Linked DNA regions of Zea mays: all the other regions are linked to region 1. Evidence: chromatin contacts called from public Hi-C data. All regions are on one chromosome and are shown on one strand. The core of a region is the stretch at or near the end of the contact, and the rest is flanking DNA. Distances in the headings are between cores, read along the strand shown.

Region 1 (2,818 bases), core at 234-2,733:
ACTGCTCCCTATGAAGACTTGGCGCCACTTCATCTGAGAAGAGACCCCTGTTCACGGGATTGGAGGGCGACCTGATAAGGGTCGTGTGGTACTCAGCCTCGTCAGAACCGAAGAACATGGCTGCAATTAGAGAGACCAAACAATCAATAACGAACGAGTATATACAAACAATCAATACTCTGAACATATCTCATCATATAGATGAGTTCAACATTACAAAAAGGTAGCCATAGCTGCTATAACTCATCGACCACAAAAAATCTAAAATATGTCATGGAATTGAGTTTGACATTATTACTTCAGTACTATGCATACTATAACTAGGAATTCACAGAAGTAATTTCAGTGCAGTACTGCATCTGCGTATGTTTGACATCACACATGCAGTATCCATAGATGGCTCCCCTTTTAAAATCAGTTATCTCACTGTCAGTAACTTTATACATATAGATGACTCCCCTTTTAATACATATTTATGTCGAGGCAGAAAAACCCCATGGAAGCTTAGTTGGGTTCCCAATGTGCTAACACGAACTATCATCTCTAGATGAAGCAGAATTTATAACTTGAAGCCATGGCCAAACAACATCTCAATGCCAAGCAGTATAGATGCTTCCAGCTCCCAACGATTCTGAATGCAAGCTGAATTGTTCTACTTCCAAATGCACTCGTACTTGGTGGCGTTGTTCAAATGCAAAGTAGATTCTACTACTACCAGCATACATATGCTCCTAGCTCCCCAACGATTCATGCATGGCTAGAAGCTAGCTCCTATAGAAATCTAGCGGAATCCAATCTAGCGGAATCACCGTAACCAGAGAAGTGCACTGGGAGAATACTTGAGGAAGGGCCAGTACGTCTCTAAAATCTAGCGGAATCTGGGACGCACGCACAGGATCTCGTCGTGGGCGAGATTAATCAGCTGAAATGAAACAGGCAACGAGACGGGATGATTCGCACCTTGTGGATTGACGATGTAGGGATGATGGCAGCGTAGAGGACGACAGCAGCGTAGGGGACAGCGGCGGCAGTCACGGCGAGGTCCAGCGATGGTGGAGGGGATCAGTGGGAACCAGCGGTGGTTGCAGGTGGGAAGACGCCGCTCCACCCTATGGGGCTCGGCATCGGCGTGGAGGTGGGCCGTGGTGCCTCTCGCGGTCCGGTCAGTGTGGAGAAACAGGGGATTGATTAGCTGGTTTTAGCCGGTGTGGGATAGCTAGGAAACTAACGGATATTTGGGATATAACTAATTATTAGTTGCACTTTTAGTTGAGCTGTTTGGATGCATATAACTAATATTAGCAGCTAATTATTAGTTTTAGTACATTCAAACACACCCTAAATGTGTATGTCAGATAAGATCTCAGCTACACATAGGACGCTTCGAGTGCATGCTTGGACCAGCCCAAGATTACCATATCCGACTCTATTTGGGTTTAACCGTTCAGCCGGAGCCGTAGTCAAACACGCCCGGGTGCGTGCGTGGCCTACACCGTTGAGCCGGAGCCGGAACCGGTTGCCTGCCCGGAGCCATGAACGCCTACCTCCACTAACTCACACTTCTCCTAAAGTTTCCCCACCCCCGTCCGCCGATCCACCACCGATCTGGTCTCACTGCATCCTCCTCCCCTCGCCGTCCAAGAGCGCCGGTCCGATGGGTCGTCCGCCGAGCACCACTGGTGCTCCGGCCTTCCGCTTCCTCCCTTCCGAGGTGGCGGAGATGGAGGCGCGCTTGCTGCAGCTCAACAACGGCATCCCCACCCGCGCCATGCTCCAGACTCTCGCCGATAAGTTCTCCGCCTCGCCCGAGCGCGCCGGCAAGGTGGCCATCCAGCCCAAGCAGGTCCGGCGCCGCCTCGTCCTCCAGCTTCGTGCTTCATATTTTTTTTATTCGAATCAAGTCGAATCCTCCCCTTCCCCACCCTCACCCCACCGGCCACCAGCCCTTCCTTTATGGGTGATTTTGATTTAGGGTTTCTCTCTGATATGTGAAACTTGGATATGGCTACGGCTGGTCTAGGTGTGGAACTGGTTTCAGAACAGGCGTTACTCGCATCGGGCCAAGACCACCAGGGTCGTGCCGTCTCCACCGGCTAAGATGACCCCCTCGGGGGCCGATCACCACCAGCACGCCGCTAACGCCTCCGCCTTCAGGGCCGCTCAGCCCTCTTCTGTCGCTGTTGCTCACCATGGCTCCTCCTCGACAGGTGATTGATTCTCCGTCTCCGTCTCCTCCGCATGTGATTCACCACTAACCAATGTCGTGATGCATTCAAATGCTCTACTGGTATGGGATAACCCAATTGTATGTGTACTGTGCGATCAACTTGTTGCTGCAAATGCACGAAACCCTACAAGGACGCTGCTACCTGTAAGGTTATGTTCATAGTGAAAGGGTTCCTCCAAGAACATGAAGTGCCCTACAAAATCAATGTTTGTTGTGGACGATGGGGCCCAGTTGCAAGCTTTGAACAATCTGCAAAGCTCACCAATGAGAGTGCAAAGATTTGTTAGATGGATAGTGTGAGGCATTAGGGAAGACCTGGGGGCATCATGTTCTCTTCTCAAAGACACCGGGCACCAGTTTGAGCTGAGCAATTCTTTCATCTTTGCATGCTCAAATCTATGTGCTAAAATGATATGAGATGCAGGTGGAATGCGGCCACACCAGTGTATGTGGCCGCAGCAGTCATAGATAAAGTGGCTGCGGTGGAGATCTGAGGATGGATAGTGAGGTGTCATGGAAGTGTCTGGTGTATGCGGCCACAGCAATATAGATATGGTGGCGGCAGTGGCAGTGGAAATCTGTAGGAAGCAT
Region 2 (2,818 bases), core at 138-2,637, 150 kb before region 1:
CTCGCAGGGAGATTTGCCTGGAAGAGAAGGCAGCGGATCATGTTGGTGGTGGTGCGAATCATGCGCTGCCCAGCCGTTCTGGGTGGAGGTGTAGGGGCACGAGAGACGCAACTGAATGCCACTGGTGAGGAAGAATGACCGAGAGGCGTGGTTGTCGAACTCGCGGCCGTTGTCGCACTGCAGTGCACGGACCGGGCGCCGGAACTGGGTGGATACCCAGGCGAAGAAGTGAGGGTGGTAAACGTGTCGGACTTCAGCCGAAGGGGGAAAGTCCAAAGTAAATGGGAGTAGTCGTCCAGAATGACCAGGTAGTATTTGTAGCCGAAGAGGCTAAGGACAGGAGACGTCCAGACATCACAGCGGACAAGATCAAAGGCCTGAACAGCCCTGGACGTGGAAGTGGAAAAAGGAAGACGGGAGTGACGGCCGAGCTGACAAGCATGACAGAGGCGCTCAGAAGAGCCCCGAGTATAGGATATGTCTGAGTGGCCGGAAAGCTGGGACATGACGTCAGGTCCAGGGTGCCCAAGACGACGATGCCAAATGGCGGAGAAGGTGGTGGTAGTAGCAAGAGCATGTGATGTGGTGGTAGTAGTAAGTGCAGGAGATGAGGCTACTCTGGTGTGGAGAGTGGAGGGCAAGTGAAGAGAAAAGAGGGGGCTAGAGCTGTCACAGCGAGCGAGCACAGCATGTATGGGAAGGTGGCGTATGGTGAGACCCAAGGGGTCGAACTCCATAGAGCACTGGTTGTCACTAGTGAAGCGACGAACCGAGAGGAGGGGATGAGTCAGTCCGGGAGCAAGAAAGACGTCGTTAAGGCAGAATGGTCCTGGAAGAACCGATGCACCTACTGAGGTGACCGGGAGGGTGGAACCGTTGCCGACGAAGATGGAGGAAGGATGTGAGGGGTGTGGTGGATGGGAGTGGAATAACGAACTAGTTGTGGGGGTAGTGTGGAAGGAGGCCCCAAAGTCAACCACCCAATCGACGGGAGAGGGAGATAGAGGGAAGGCCGCAGGGTGCGCTGAAAGAGCCAGAGGAGGAGCGCTAGCGTGGTTACTAGGAGGGGAGGGGGACAAAGGGGGCTCGATTGCCAGGGAGGCTATCATTGTACGAGGAAAGACAAGGGGTCCGGACACGTGACGACCGGCCGTGGGGTGGATTTCAACACAGTCACGGAGGACAGGGCTCATGGTGCGATCGAAGGCCACGAGGGTGCCCTGGACAAGCTGACCATCGTGGAGGACACGCACGGTGAGCCCGTCGAAAGGGGGTGAAGCCATGAGAGAGTGGAGAAGTGAATGGCGAATGGTGCAGCAAAGGGATGCACGGCGTTCAGCAACGAGGGGATACACGCGGAAGGAGGTTGTGCTCCTTGGATGAGCCGCTCACAAGGGAAGAGGAATGGAGAAGAGAGAGGTGGTGCTTTGTGGTGGGAGATGGAAGAGAGGGAGATGGGGAGTGCGGCTGCAATTATGCAATCAATGGCTACGGCGGCGGCTCTGGTGCGCGTTCTGTCGGGTGAGGCGAGCCCGCGGCGACTGACAGGCAGAGGGGAAATGGTCGTCAGGACGTGTTCGAAGAGGCCCTCGTCGCAGGGGAGCGCGAGGCAGAGCACGCAGAAGGAACAGGAAGCCGAGCAGCCGAGGTCGAGCAGATCTGCAGCAGGTGCCGATGCGACCGAGCAGCACTACAGCAAGGGCCGAGCACAGGAGCAGTCAGGAGCACTGGAGCAGCCGAGCACTAGGAAAACGAGCAGGGGACGGTCGGACGGGGATCCGATGGAAGGCTGGACGAAGAGTGAATGACGAGCAGCTTCTCACCCCTAGGGCCGATGAACACCGTGTGGGGCAGCACGAGGTTGGGGTGGCTGACAGCGCCGATCCGCCGCGCGGCGGCATAGGCCTCGTCGGCGCCGACGACGACGCACGCGGGGCGCACGAACCTCAGCAGCACGGCGGCCTCCCCGGAGCGCACGGCGGTGCAGTACAGCGTGCTGTGCGCGGACTTGGCGACGACCTCCCCGGGCGCCTCGAGGACGGCGGCCACCGACAGCGCCTCCACGCCTGGGAACCTGAGGAGCGCCTGCGGGCCGGCGCCGAGGCGGTCGGCGAAGGCGTCGAAATACGGCAGCGCGGCGCCCCCGCCGGTCGGCGGCTCGCGCGCGTTTGGAGAAAGACAAGCGCCCGAAGGAGCGCGGCTGGGTGGAGGAGAGGGGCCGCGGGCCGGAAGCAGAGGGGCAGGAGGCGGCGGCCGGGGCAAGGGGAAGGGCCGGCGGCGGCCGGAGGAAGGAGAGGGGGGCGGCGGGTTGGGCGGCTGGGGTGGCGGCGCCCGAGAGAAAGGGAAAAAACTAAACCTAGCTCTGGTACCAAGTTAGAATAGGAAACCCTAACCCTAACAGGGGTTGGGTGATGTATTAATAGACTGAGTAAACTGGGCCAGGCCCATTACAGAGGGGTGAGATAGTAATTGCACGGGGAAATCCCCAAACCCAAAACGGGTATTCTAACAATAAGTATTAGTGAATTCAAAGTTAACTCATGGAAGCAACAAAAGATGAGAACTGGTCATACAGCGGATTGAGCAAAGAAAAACTGCATCGTTGTGGTGCAAATCATGAACTCGCAATAACTGAACAGAGCTTAATGCATAATGCATTATTACCTTGCCAGTACTATTCGTGTCTCAGACATTAGTTGGTCTAGCTTTCTGAAATCATTTAGGAGTGATGAATCATCAAAGCCACTACTGGACACAGCCATCAACTGTGCATAAACAGGGGGATTCTCAGGTACAAGATAATTTATCCATGAGTTAG
Region 3 (2,818 bases), core at 186-2,685, 130 kb before region 1:
TCTCTTTTATTTCTCTATGTAAAAGTTGAATCTCAAGTTCATATTTTCTGAGGTAATTAAGGACATCATAGCTTATGTTAGAAAAATATTTTAAAAATTTGTATCATTATTTCATATTTAGTTTTGTACTGTTAAAGTTATTATATTACCTGATCTTTAGCCTATCAAAATAATTTTGAAAAATTATAATATATCTCACTAGGCTAAGTTATGACATTAGCAAGTAATCAACCAATTTTGAACAGAAAAATTAGTTCGTATATAAAAAATAAAAAAACAATGTTGTTAAGGGATAGATCGAACCAACTCAAACGTACAGAGAGGTAAATTGAACAAAAAATAGTTTAGAGGTTATATGAACATTGACTACAGGTGAGGGAGTAATTTAGACTTTTTCCTTACTAAAACAAGAGTGAAGCCACTGTTCTGGTCCAATTCAGCTGCGAATTGAATCAACCCTCAACCCAATTGAGGCTTTGTTCGCTTATTTCCATTCCATGTGGATTGGAGGTGATTGGGATGTATTGAGGTGTATTTTGTTTTACTATGGATTTAAACCGACTCAATTCCATCTAATCCATATGGATTAGCATCAAACCGAACAAATCATGGGCGCAACCACCGAGATACCAGATAAAATCGATGTGGATCTGCAGCCTCAGCTTTGTGAATTGGGAGCGAATCCTCCCTCAGGTAGAGGCAAGCAGCCGAAGGATAGAGTAGAGCAATGAAGAACAGGAGCGCGCAGCCCCTAAGCAATGCCAGAAGCAGCAGGGGGAATTCCAAGCAATCCAACCTTAAGGGCTTGTTCGGTTAGCTCTCAATCCATGTGGATTGAGTGGGATTAGATGGGTTTGAATCCCAAACAAGTCAAACTTCTTCTCAATTTTTTCCAATCCCATCCAATCCATGTGTATTGGGAATAACCGAACAAGCCCTAAGTGGGGGAAGAAGGGGACTAAATTAAACTCTTACTGGTTCTTAACGAGGTCGGCGGCGGCCCGCTCCTCCATGGCGCGCAGCTGCTCGACCCGCACGAGCTGGGCGCGGCGCCTATCGTAGAAGCGGTAGGCGGCGTACCCCAACCCAGCGACGCCCAGAGTGACGAGGATCTTCCGGCGATGCCGCGCCCAGAACCCCCTGCACACACGCCACGCGGAAGGGAACGCCGTCAGGCAATCTGCCGAACGCCTTGCTGGTAGGCCGCGGGCGAGCCGAAATCCACGAACCCCCGGTAGAATCACTCACCTTGCCGAGGCCAGCATGGCGGCGGAGATTGAAGTCGCGAGGGGAATCCGGGTTGGTGTGCCTGCGGTGCTCGCGATCAAGAAGGCATGGTGGACTGGAGTTGGGACTTGGTGGAGACAGGAGAACCCGGACTCCAGAGTCCAGACTGACTTGGGGGAGCTGGAGCTGAACGATGGCAGGTTTCTTAAAAACTGGGTTTTTAGAGATTTTTCTATATTATTAAAGCCGGTTCAAACCGGCGAAGACGGATCTATCCACGTCAGCTTAATTTCTTCACGTCGCTCGATCGTCAATCAACGGCTTCCATTCTCCCCGAGGCAGAGACAAGCAGGTTCCAGAACCCTCCTCGCGGCTCACGCCACACCTCAGTCCGCCGAGACCGCCCCTTGCGCTCCCGGCCATTCCCAGACTTCGCCCTCCTCCGCCTCCAATGTCGGCACTGCGTCCCCTCCTCCCTCGCGCTTCTTCAACGCCACCCACCACTTCGTGGACCTTCCACCGCACCCTACTCCTCCATGACCAGTCCCGCCGCCTACTCCTGCCTCGCGCTTCTTCGACGCCAAGCACCAATAGAAGAAGCAACAGGTGCCCTTCCCTCCGTCACCCACGACGTCGACGCCGACGATGTCGGCGACCCCCCCCCCCCCCCCAACGTCCCCATCGAGATACAGAGATCTATCGGCTGCTTGAGCATTCTAGACGCCACATGACGACACCGATTGGCGGTGGGAAAAAGAAGACGGAGGCCACTTCACCGTCGTCGCGAGGAGGAGACGTTGTTAAACTCGATGAACGCGACGGCAGGTATGGCTCCCCTCCACCGCCTCCCTTCCCGCGCGCTGCCTTTGTCTTCGTCTCGCCTGCTCCCATTCCCACATGTATGAACGCCTCCCATCGTGCTTCCTCAGATTAGAATTTTTTGTGCGTTTGGGTTAATTCCTTGCCTTCTTCTTCGTGCGCGCACGCCGCCGAGCGGCATGCCGGTGGCGCGCATGTGTGTTACGGACAGTGAACGGGGCGTGAGCGTGATGGAGCCGTGCGACATGTGTTGCAACAGGAAGCACTGCGGGAGGCCGGGATAGGGGACGTGCGCCGGTGCGCGGGAGACAAACTTCACCTCTACAGGAGTGAGGAGTCAGGACCTCATAGTTGTGTGCGGGACTCTTTTCGAGCCACTGTCGTACACCAGCTTGGGCGCCTCCATCGGATTCAGATCGTCGCTGGACTCACTTCCTTGACTTACAAGCTGCCATGGTAAGCAACGCCCGCGCATATGTGATCTGTCCTGGCCACGCTTACTTTGTTCCCCTCTCTAAGATGACATCTTTGGCACTTCAGAACGCGTAGAGCTTCAGAGGTTAGATCCCCTCTGTTGTCCAGCCTTTCCTGTCCTAGAATTACATCAACGACGAATTCAAGCCACCCAGATCAGGGAACTCCGAAGCAGGTCTGCAGGTGCGTCCTCACTCCCCTCTATGTTCCTGATTCTTGATGTCACTGTTACATCCTAACAGATTTTTATTGAGCTTGCTGTGGGATTGATTTGATTAGCTCCTTGAAGATGGTCATG

Evidence for each region. A called contact is a pair of places that touch in the nucleus more often than the background predicts.
Region 2: a Hi-C map of ear shows a contact between it and region 1, with 4 times the contacts expected there. The contact joins the promoter of LOC109940748 here to the promoter of LOC100273133 in region 1. A contact is called at or near these places in 12 of 25 Hi-C or Micro-C datasets (bundle sheath, ear, endosperm and 4 more).
Region 3: a contact with region 1 is called in a Hi-C map of endosperm, with 3 times the contacts expected there. The contact joins the promoter of LOC103633997 here to the promoter of LOC100273133 in region 1. A contact is called at or near these places in 3 of 25 Hi-C or Micro-C datasets (ear, endosperm and leaf).

Annotation. Positions count from the first base shown.
Region 1 is chr7:89,980,357-89,983,174 of Zm-B73-REFERENCE-NAM-5.0, reverse strand. It overlaps LOC100273133, which reads left to right and starts at 1,483. Exons shown (of 7, transcript NM_001147580.1): 1 at 1,483-1,843; 2 at 2,021-2,207. The coding sequence starts at 1,655.
Region 2 is chr7:90,134,627-90,137,444 of Zm-B73-REFERENCE-NAM-5.0, reverse strand. LOC109940748 reads right to left here and starts at 1,387. Exons shown (of 1, transcript XM_020540884.3): 1 at 1-1,387. LOC103633997 (peroxisome biogenesis protein 3-1) reads right to left here. Exons shown (of 7, transcript XM_020540883.3): 6 at 2,665-2,818.
Region 3 is chr7:90,111,320-90,114,137 of Zm-B73-REFERENCE-NAM-5.0, reverse strand. LOC103633997 (peroxisome biogenesis protein 3-1) reads right to left here and starts at 1,435. Exons shown (of 7, transcript XM_020540883.3): 1 at 1,249-1,435; 2 at 976-1,140. The coding sequence starts at 1,265.